Linked DNA regions of Hordeum vulgare: region 2 is linked to region 1. A link is a contact called in public Hi-C data. All regions are on one chromosome and are shown on one strand. The core of a region is the stretch at or near the end of the contact, and the rest is flanking DNA. Distances in the headings are between cores, read along the strand shown.

Region 1 (5,221 bases), core at 455-2,954:
AAAAGAAGTGTGCCTACACTAATATAAACTCAGGTCTGACACAGGTTGTCATACTAGGGCCTCTTTGATTCGTAGGATTGTAAAAACACAGGAATAGTAAAAACACAGTATTGGAATGTGATGCCCATTCAAATCCTACAGGATTTGAGTTCGTTTGATTACATCACAGGAAAAACAAAGGATTTTTTTTTAAAGGTTGGGGTGCATGCTAGATTCCTATGGAATGTAGTACAAATGATTCCTTCGGGAAAAATCCTATAGGATTCTTTCCTATGAATCAAACAACCAATCTTGTAGGAAAAAACCATAATTCTCCAAAAATCCTATGAAAATCATTTGATCAAAGAGGCCCTAAGTGGCTAAGCCAGATAACAATTGATCATTTATTGATTTCTGGAAAATTTGTATCAAATGAACAAATTATGTGCACGAAAGTGCACACCTTGGAGGAGTGAATCAAGCATCATCATGCAGGGGGGAGACTGAAATTCATCAGTATCGCAGAAGCAGTAAGGCCCTAGAAAAGCTCATGCCACAATCAAAGTCCAAATGATTGCTTCGTATTATTAGCTATCAATCTATCACTGAAAAATATTACCCCCTCAAAACAACACTAACAGTTGAAGCCAATCATTTCTAGCCTTTTTGTAAATATAGAGTTGAATCCCCACCTTTCTGAAAAAAGTCATTTGACATAGCATCCATTTTAGTATATAATAAGTGATGATCTCAACTCTGGTTGAATACAAACAGCTACCTGTTCCTATCCTAAAAGTTCTCCAAAATCGTGTCCTAAATGTTCCGAACCAGGGGAGTACGAACTCAAATCGTGTCACGACCTCGGCTTGGCCAGAATCCCCGAAAAAAGAGAAGAAAAAGAGACATATTTTCTCCAAAGAAATGTTTGAGGTGCTCCTATTAGCAGTTTATATCAATCAGATGAAGGCTCCTATTAGCATTACTATATGGTGCGCATTGTTCCAGAGGCATATTCCACCCGAACCCGAATCCCCGACCTTTGTCGCCCCAAAATCCCACGGAATATACACGGAACTATCCAAATTACTTTTGCTACTACTAATGTGTAGAGGCTACCAGCCAACAGGAACAGCAACAACAATTATTATTTTTGCTTGGATCAAAGCTGAGACGGGGGAGAGGGGAAGGGGTAGCAAGAGGAGTTTGATTTGGATTCGTGCTAGTGGGAAGAACTGAGGATGGATGGGTCAAGGGCGGGAGAGGGAGGGGCTGCTACCTGTTGCAGCATGCGGTGGTTGAGGATGGTGGCCTTGTCGAGCACCTTCATGGCGACGGGGACGCCCGTGTCGGAGTCGACGGCGAACTTCACCTTGGCGAACGACCCCTGCCCGATGGTCCGCCCCACCTCGTACCGCCCCACCAGCTTCTTCCTCGGCGCGCCTGCCATTCCCTTCGCCTCTCCTCCCAGCTCCCGCGTCGCACCAAGGCCGCCGGAATCGGGGCCCCTGCGAGGTCCGGCTTGGAGAGCGCGCGCGCTCCGCTCCTCTGGGCCGGCCGGCCGGCCGTGCGTGCGTGCGTGCGTGCGTGCGAGGGAGGGAACGAGCTGTGGTTGGGGTCCGGTGGTGCGCGCGCGCCGCGACCGCGATGCGATGGTTCTTATGGGAGGAGGCTAGCACGAGCGCGAGCGTGAGGATGGAGAAAGCGACGAGCTGCCGCCGTCGCGTGGTTCAGACTTTTTTACCTCTCATCAGCAAAACTCCTTTTTAGCTCTCGTAGTAGTTCATTCAATAAAAAAATGAGATAAATACACCACGGGTGCATTGACTTGTTCGAAGCGATTACTTTGGTTTCTAAACTTGTAAAATACATGAAACTAGTGTAGTAACTTGTCCGAACGTTTAAATACGGTGCCTCCATCCGTATCAAGGCATACAAACTGCCCACATGACGTGACAGCGTTGCGTTGGCCCACATGTCGGTAGTTATGAGATGACCGTGATGGTTGTTTTTAAAAAAAACTCTCTATACTTTAAATAAATTTTGAAAAAGGCCCTCATATTTTTTCTAAATTTGCCAAACTGCATTGGTCCCACATGCCATGTGTGGGTCCCGCATGTCAGCATGTGGGATGAAATATTAATAAGAAAAAAATGGTGGCATAATTCGAACCTAGTAAATGGATGCATAATCTGCACACATCTTATAACCACTACGACAAGAATAATTGTTCTGAGTAGATATTAAAAAAATATTAAGAAATTCTCATGTTTAAAAAAGAGAGATATTCAACATATTACCTGGCATAAACTTTAAAACTGCTAGTGCATTTTAAAAAAATCAACCCGGATTAACAAATTGTAAAGGTGTTTCCAAAAAGTGTTTGTAATGCATTCCAAAAATTACAACATCTATTTCATGCAATGTTCAGCACGTATTAAAATTTATTGTGTAAATTTATTATTATATTTCTACAAATATGTTTTAACGCATTTATATAATATATTGTTTGTACACAATAATTTTTAATACACGTTGAAAATTTTCAGAATACAATGTTGTTGGTTTTTAATAATTATGTATTCTAAAAATACAATTAAGATACACAATAGCTACGCCCTTGAACAGGACGAGAGCGGGATGCCGTCGTGGGAACGCTTCCGCGACCTCTGCCTCCTTCGGTTCGGCCCACCCGTCCGCGGTAACCGGCTGGCAAAACTTGGACGCCTTCCGTTCCTCTCCTCGGTGCAGGATTTTGCCGACTGCTTCCAGACACTAGCCTGTCACGCTCCTGGCATCTCGGTCCTCCAACGGGTTGAGCTCTTTGTCGGCGGCCTTCCCGACCATATCCGCGTGGACGTCGAGATGCGGGGACCGCAGGACCTCCAGACGGCCATGTACTATGCCCGCGCGTTCGAGCAACGGGCGGTGGCCATGCAGCAGGCGTTCCCGGCCCGGGCACCTCGCCCACCCCTCGGCCGGTCATGTCTGCACCCAGACGGCCGGCCCAGCCGACGACAGGAACTCCCGACACGGCAACGGCTCGACCGTTCCGCCGGCTAACCCCGACCGAACAACTTGAGCGTCAACGACAGGGGTTATGTTTCAACCATGACGAGCCCTACGTGCCAGGTCACGTCTGCCCGCGCCTCTTCTACCTGGAGGCGGACGACTACATCGAGGAAGATATAGCTCCCCCCCGGGCCTACCGAGGCGGCTGCCCCGGCATCAGCCACCACCCAGCCAGCCGGACCAGTAAGTTTCTAGCTAAATGTTGTACATAAAGTACTTACTATTAATTTGTGTGGCTAGCGTGCGTGCTAATAGCACCTGACGATACCATATTGGATATCCATTCAATGGGTATTCTATTCACCTAAACAACGCTGCACTTTATTTTTCCGCTGTTATTAGCATGCAGAGCAAGGGCTTATTTATAACGTTTAACTAAACCTCATGCGGTTTTCACGCTTACACCCACTGACATGTGGGCCGGCCATCAACTTTCATGCCACAGACAACACATACGGCGGTATATATGCTGAGGCACCGTATATGCATCATGTAGACAAGTTATAGCATCAGTATTGTGTATTTTACAAGTTTAGGCACTAAACTGACCATAATAAACAAGTTAAGGCACCCGCGTCGTATTTAACTCAAAAAAAATACTAGTACCTGTTTCGGAAATCGACAGCATCTAAGTTCATTTCGGCTCTCGGGAGCACTTGCTCTTGCGCGCAAAAGTAATTTTTGAAATGTCAAGAAAATCTCAACAGAACTTTTATGTATTCATAGTCAGATCCAAATGCTACCTGTAAAGTTTTAGCCACAAAGTTTAAACATTTGGGCCTGTGCAAAAAAATAAATTGAACATCAAAATGTGATTTTAAGTTTATTTTTTCGTCAACTAGAAACTACTGCTCTGTTTCATATGAAAAATGTTAAGCATGCTTACGACACTATCACACACATTGATAAAAATATCAGAAATTTTTTTTTGAGTTACTGTTCATCCGAAAGACAAAACGCAAGCCCCCTGTTTTTTCACTTTTAGTGGTCGCCCATAAAGTAAAAAACACACAAAGTCCATATTTGCCATTTTTAACACATATTTGCCCTTTTATGATCAATTGGTCGATCTAGGGTTTCATGCATTGAAATTATGGCTATATTGTTCCTCCAACCACCCTCGTGGCACTACAAAGTTACAAACTATCGCCAACCGAGTGTTGGACGAGGCCACCTTCTTCCTTCCCATCATGAGGATGAATCTATCAATATGATGAAGTTCCTCATTCCTCTCTTCAAGTTACAACACACACACACAATAGTAGGTTATTAAAACAAAAGAAACATTACACTCGTAACAGTTTCAGTATGGGCCCACAAGCAACTCGGGAGGTTCGTCCGCGAGTGGGCAGTGCCTTAGGCCAATGAGTTGAAGGCTTGAATTCTCGCGGCTTCTTGGGGCTGCGCTTAATCGTCGTCTTGCTCATGAGCTGAGGTCCTCGAGAATAACTAGTGTAAAGCATCGTGATCTTCCCAAGTAGGTTCTCGAGGCACTGACCCACTCCAATCAACAAAAGCTTTGCTTCATCATTTTGCTTGCTTTTGACGAAGCTTAACGCGCTATAACATGGGTATGCATGATGGTATGGTACGAATACTCATTTTAAGACCGGACACTACATAGGAGTGATTGGAAGCTAAGCTGGCAAGAGGAAAGGCGAGCAATCTTATTGCGGTAGCAAACAACCTACTTATAGAGTGCAAAGTTTTGGTGGACGGGGGCACTGGAGGACTTTATTTCAAAAGATTCAAAAATGGTATTTCTATGTTTCAAAAAAATCCAAAAACAATTATGTGAAAACTTATACATATTTGTAGTGGATCTGTAAAATTCCGTTCAAAAAAAATTCTTTTTGCAAGCTGCACAAAAATAACAAAATTCCTGGCCAAGAACAACAAAAAAGGGCCCATTTTCATTTGTGTTTTTGTATTTTATGTATATGCCACGTATGAAAGTATATTGTTATGAACTTTTTTCTCAACATGTTATATATGTATTTGCGTATGTATAAAAAAAATTGAGTTTTTTTTTGTGATGTGGAAATGTGTTTTTTTAAGTCCTACCTTGAGCCCGGGCTCCATTTGCACTTTTCGCCTACTTATAGCCCTATTTATACCCTTTCTCGGGGAGTTCAATGACCTTACAAGCTCAATAGATTGCAAGGACTTGAGT
Region 2 (5,077 bases), core at 2,471-4,970, 840 kb after region 1:
GATACAATCACGATCTTGTGATGATTTCCTTCTTTTCTTCATCAGATCATATACGAATCTTGTAAGAATTTTTTCTGTAGCCACGGAGAGGATGCAGAACCCCTTGATATATATGTTCATGATCACGCTGTGATGGTTTCCCTACTCTACGTACCTTTCTCCATGACCGCGGAGGAGGACCCACCCAGCATCCCTTTCTCCGGCGCGGGCCCGGGTCTTTGGCACAAAGGGCCACTGCTGATTCCAACGTGATCGTGTCAACGTCACGTCTGGGCCCTCCCTCCGTGACCGTGTGGCGAAAGGTTTTTCATCGCGGTACGGTGCAAAAGGCAACTGCAAAGGGGCAGAATATGGTCGCTGTCAAGGCATCAAACAAACAGCCGGCCGGTCGACTAGGGTTTCTACGACTGCTTACGCACCGGTCGGCATGCAGGATGAGCGAGCGGAGGACCAAACGCGTGGTGCTTCTCCTCTTTTTCTCTTCTGCATCCCTTAGCTCTCCCGATATTCTGTTCGCATTTTCGCGCAAAGTTAGGGAGATGTCGTTCAGCTTTGTTTCCAAACATGATGAAAAATATATTGTCGTTTTTGTTAACAAAGTTAATTGCCGGGCAGATATAAAATAAAACAGGACACAATCACAATTTCTTACCATGGCAAATCGAATGTTTATCAGGGAAATTATAGTTCTCGCGAGGATGGCAAATTTCTTTAGCAATCATGACAAGTCCTTGCCATACCCAATTTTTTTGTCTGGATTGGCCATGTCTGCTAAAGTAAGTTGTCATTATTTGCGATAACAATAATAGCCTTGAAAAACGTTTGAATTGACATGGTTAAAAATACAAAGTCAAAGTTTTAATATCATCGAATTGAAAAAAAAAACATCCTATTAATAAGAATAAAAAATATCCCTAGTCGCAACATCGTCTTTTAATTGCCAAAAGATTGTAAGAAAACCGAGTTAAAAGTAAAAAAAGGCACACTCTTGTTGTTCAACAGACACATGAGTAAGCACATATAGGCAATCGCTTGTGGTGCCCTGCCTTGGTGAATGGGAAAAGGACGGGAATATTCAGATGTTTTTTCCCATTTGTATCCTTTTCATATTTCAAGCCAATCAGCGAGTCTTTGGCTGCAAAGCCACTCCTTGTGATGCAACTTTAGGCGTGTGATGACCACAGCCCACAGCTTAAAAGCACGGGATGGCAACTACCAAAGAAAAAATGAAATGCCTTGCTAAAAAGTGAGCATATGACACAAAGTGCAAGCACCAAAGAAACAAAGAAAGTGATACCAGTCACACGATCACTAACCTTTAGTTAGTTGATCAACACGTCATTGAGTTTAGCACACCAAATGGAAAAGCCACCCAGGTTACCCAAGTCCTTTTTTTGATGGAAACGTTACCAAAAGAGCGGCTGTTTCTCTCGGAAGTGTAAGCACTAGCTGCTTCCGCACTACAACCTTGGTGCCACATTGCAACCTTATTTTTAATGTTATAATGTTGTTAGATAGAAATTATAGTGAAACATCAACTAGCTTCCGAGTGTCGCACGGATGGTGTCCATTCGGGAAGGTGCTCGTTGGACAAATAACTTTCCAAGCAGATTATGTATAGCACAGTGCTCTGCGCCGGCGTTCGCGCGCGGCCGGCCCGATCCGCCAGCTGTATGCGGGCTGCATCGTTAGATCTTCATGCAGCAAAAAATTTTGATGCAATAAATTCCGTTCACGATGTAACAATTTCCGTCAACGGTCGCAACAAAAATATAGTTGTAGCAAAAAATATTATCAACGTGGCCGTAACAAAAAAACGAAGCTGATGATGCGTGGAAGGAAAACAAAATAAGGGTTGTAGCAAAAAACAATACGGTGAACTCAGATTACAACTCCGACGAACGTGTATGCAACTTTTTTAGTGAACGGTTGCAGCAAAAAATGATACTGGTTGTAGCAAAAATCAAACGATAGTGTAGAAAAAAAAAATCAACGAACTTGAGTTGCAATCAAACGTGGATGCAACTTTTTTAATCAATAAATTATAGCAAAATAAGAAACGCTTGTAGCAAATTTAGACGTAGTTGTAGCAAATCTGAGCGAAATAATGTTGCATGCCTGGTCAGGCAGCCACGCGGGCCGGCGAGCGACCAGCCAAACATTCGGCCGGCGCTCCGGCTGCAAGCGTTTCCCTTATGTATATGCCTTGCACCTTTTTTTCTGGTAGAAAGACAACATTATAAATTATGGTGATATTCCTCGTGGAAATACACATTTACTTTCAATAAAAATATGAACTCACATCATCTCTCACAGGTCACGCAGACGACTGTAATTTTTATTTTCTTAAGCACTAGTAGCATTTTTTTTGTTGCACAAGTGTGTAACTAGACATCCATGCTTTGGAATAGGCACATATGGCTACGCATTAAAAGGGCATGCCTTTTCAAGCACAACTTGAAGCACTTGCATCGACTCGCACATATATTTCACACGATAAATCATAGTATTCCCTCCGTGAAGAAATAGAAGTACATTTAAATCATCGTATTTAGTGTGATTCAAACGTTCTTATATTATAGAGGGTTTTTGCAAAAAATGTAAATATATACATATCTTTAGAGGGGAGTATTACCAAAATTCAGCTAGCACAAGTCACCAACTCACCATAGGATATTAAGGGCTAGTTCTTTTCAAGCTTATTTCAGCTTATTATCAACATAAGCCAGAAGCCTCAAGAAACTCGATTTGTATAAGCTAGCTTAACTTATTTTTACCGGAGTCCCCTTTGCAATGGGACAAGCTGGGGGGTGAGCAACTTCGTGCAGAAGCTCACTTAGAAGTGAAGGGGTTAGCCCATTCCCCCTGTTTTTCGCATTTACTACAATGAGTTTGCCACCGAGCCCAACCCCTCGTTCCGTCGCTGAAAATCGAATCGAGCCGCTCCCGGTCGCCGCTCCCGATTCCCTCCGTCGTCGTTGCTCCCGATTCCCTCCGTCGTTGCTGCTCCCGGTCCTTTCCTCCTCCGCCGCCACTCCCGGTCCTTCCCTCCCGCCAATGGGTAGGCCTCCCGTCACTGCTCCTCTCCTCCCTCGGGCACAACCCCGCCCTCCCTCTGGTGCGATTCCACTCTTCTCCGCGACCTAGCAACAACAGCGCCACTCTGGCGGACTCCCGGGGCTCCACTCCGGCGGACGACGTCCAACTGCGGCTGACGACCCACTCCAGGGAAGGACCCCCGTCCCCTGCCCTACTCTGGTCGACGATTCACTCCAGCTCCACTTCAAGGGTATTATAGACTTTTCGCTACTCATACCATATATAAGCTGGAAAAACAAGCAGTGAAAAGAACCGGCTAGCTTATTATCTGAAGCTTATTTTCACCGGAGCTTATTTTCACACAAGAGCTCAAAAAAACCGGTCCTAAACTGGTGGACTATACTTGTTTTGGAATGCAGAAAAGTCCAATAGTTTTACCTGAAGCACATCGATTTTCACAGAAATTCGAGGCGACCACAAAAGCGAAATGCAACGAGCGGCACGCTCGAAGGTGCAATCTGCAAAAGAACCGCTGAAGGACCAGTAGACGTGTCCGCCGTCCACCACCGCGCACGACAGACACGCACGCACACGCGCAGAGCACCACCACACCACCGCCGCCGCCGGCCCCGGTTAACCCCCCCTCCCCCTTCCGTTTCAAAAATCAAACCACCCCAGACGGAAACCCTCTCCCTTTCCCCCCCCCCCCCTCCTGGCCGTTGCGGTGGCGAATCCGGGCTGCAACGCGGGGCCGCCGGCGTGACCTTCCCTCCGTCCCCTCCTCCGCCGCGTCCCCTTCGTCCCCACCCCGCCTCCCTCCCTCGCCCAACTTTTCCCGATCTCCTCGTCGCTAAGCAAACAAACCCCTTATTAACCCCGCACTGAATCAACCGGAGGTTAGCCGAGAGAAAAAGGCCCCACCTTGCACCAGCCAGTACCGTCCTCCGCTGCCCGGTGCCAGTAGAGTAGAGTGGAGCAGAGTCGGAGGCCGGAGGGGAGCGCCTGGTGGGGGCTGAGTGCTAGGAGGCCAGCACCAAGCGGGAACCGAGAGATTCCTTCTCGTCCCCGGGCTGGGCTCAGGCCACCTCTTGGCCGGATTGGTTTCTTGTTTGCGGTGTTCTTGCCGATTCTTTCTCCTGCTCCAGTGCGCGCGGCGGCGGTGTCGTGTGGTGTGTCCCGGTGAGGAGGAAGGCCGCCAAGATTGCTCGGGGGCGAGCGGGGAGCAGCCGCCCGTGCCCGGCCTCGGAACGGCCGCCCCAGCCCGTCTATGGAAGTTGCCGCCCCGGCTCCACGCCACGGCCTGGAACCAAATTGCCGAACACGGCGCGGCTCGCCTGCCCTTCCGACGCTGCCGCTCGCTCCGGTGCCCGTCTTCTGCTTGCTTCTTGCTCCGGATCGACGGGTTGCGGCCGGCCTGCTATGACGGCGGTGATGGGTCGGCGCCGGTGCGCTCGCTGGATGCTGCTGCTCCTCTGTTGCCTCCTCCTCACGTCCCCCTCACATGGTACGCACTCAGTTCTTTATCCAGTTTAATTTAGTGTTGTTTTGTCTAGATCATGGAATTCACACATCAAGTTTACTATCATAGCTGGGTAGGCCTTTGCAACGAAATAACCACTGGCTTTGGCGTCACGAACTGAGATTTGACTCTTGTGCTTGCTGTTTAGCAGGTCGTCGCCGCCCTCGACCCGCTGACTCGTTTGTCGGGGCATATGGGATAAACTATGGAAGAATAGCGAACAACCTCCCGTCTCCGGACAAGGTAGTCGAGCTCCTCAGGAGGTCCAAGATAAGGAATGTCAAGATATATGATGAAGAACCCACTGTGCTCGAGGCATTCAAAGGCACAGGGCTCAACCTGGTCATTGCTGTCAACAATGGGCTGCTGAATTCTTTTGCTGCAAATGACAGCGTTGCGATTGACTGGCTGAATAAATACGTGCAGCCTTACATTTCTCAGACACGCATTGTTGGAATCACTGTGGGGAATGAGGTGCTGGGAGGCGATCCGAACCTTGCCGCTCCGCTCGTTGGAGCT

Evidence for each region. A called contact is a pair of places that touch in the nucleus more often than the background predicts.
Region 2: a contact with region 1 is called in a Hi-C map of leaf, with 2.7 times the contacts expected there. The contact joins the promoter of LOC123408721 here to the promoter of LOC123409875 in region 1. A contact is called at or near these places in 2 of 6 Hi-C or Micro-C datasets (leaf and seedling).

Annotation. Positions count from the first base shown.
Region 1 is chr7H:528,246,019-528,251,239 of MorexV3_pseudomolecules_assembly, forward strand. LOC123409875 (CBL-interacting protein kinase 24) reads right to left here and starts at 1,705. Exons shown (of 14, transcript XM_045102743.1): 1 at 1,256-1,705. The coding sequence starts at 1,426.
Region 2 is chr7H:529,080,043-529,085,119 of MorexV3_pseudomolecules_assembly, forward strand. LOC123408721 (glucan endo-1,3-beta-glucosidase 14) reads left to right here and starts at 3,721. Exons shown (of 3, transcript XM_045101773.1): 1 at 3,721-4,543; 2 at 4,710-5,077. The coding sequence starts at 4,459.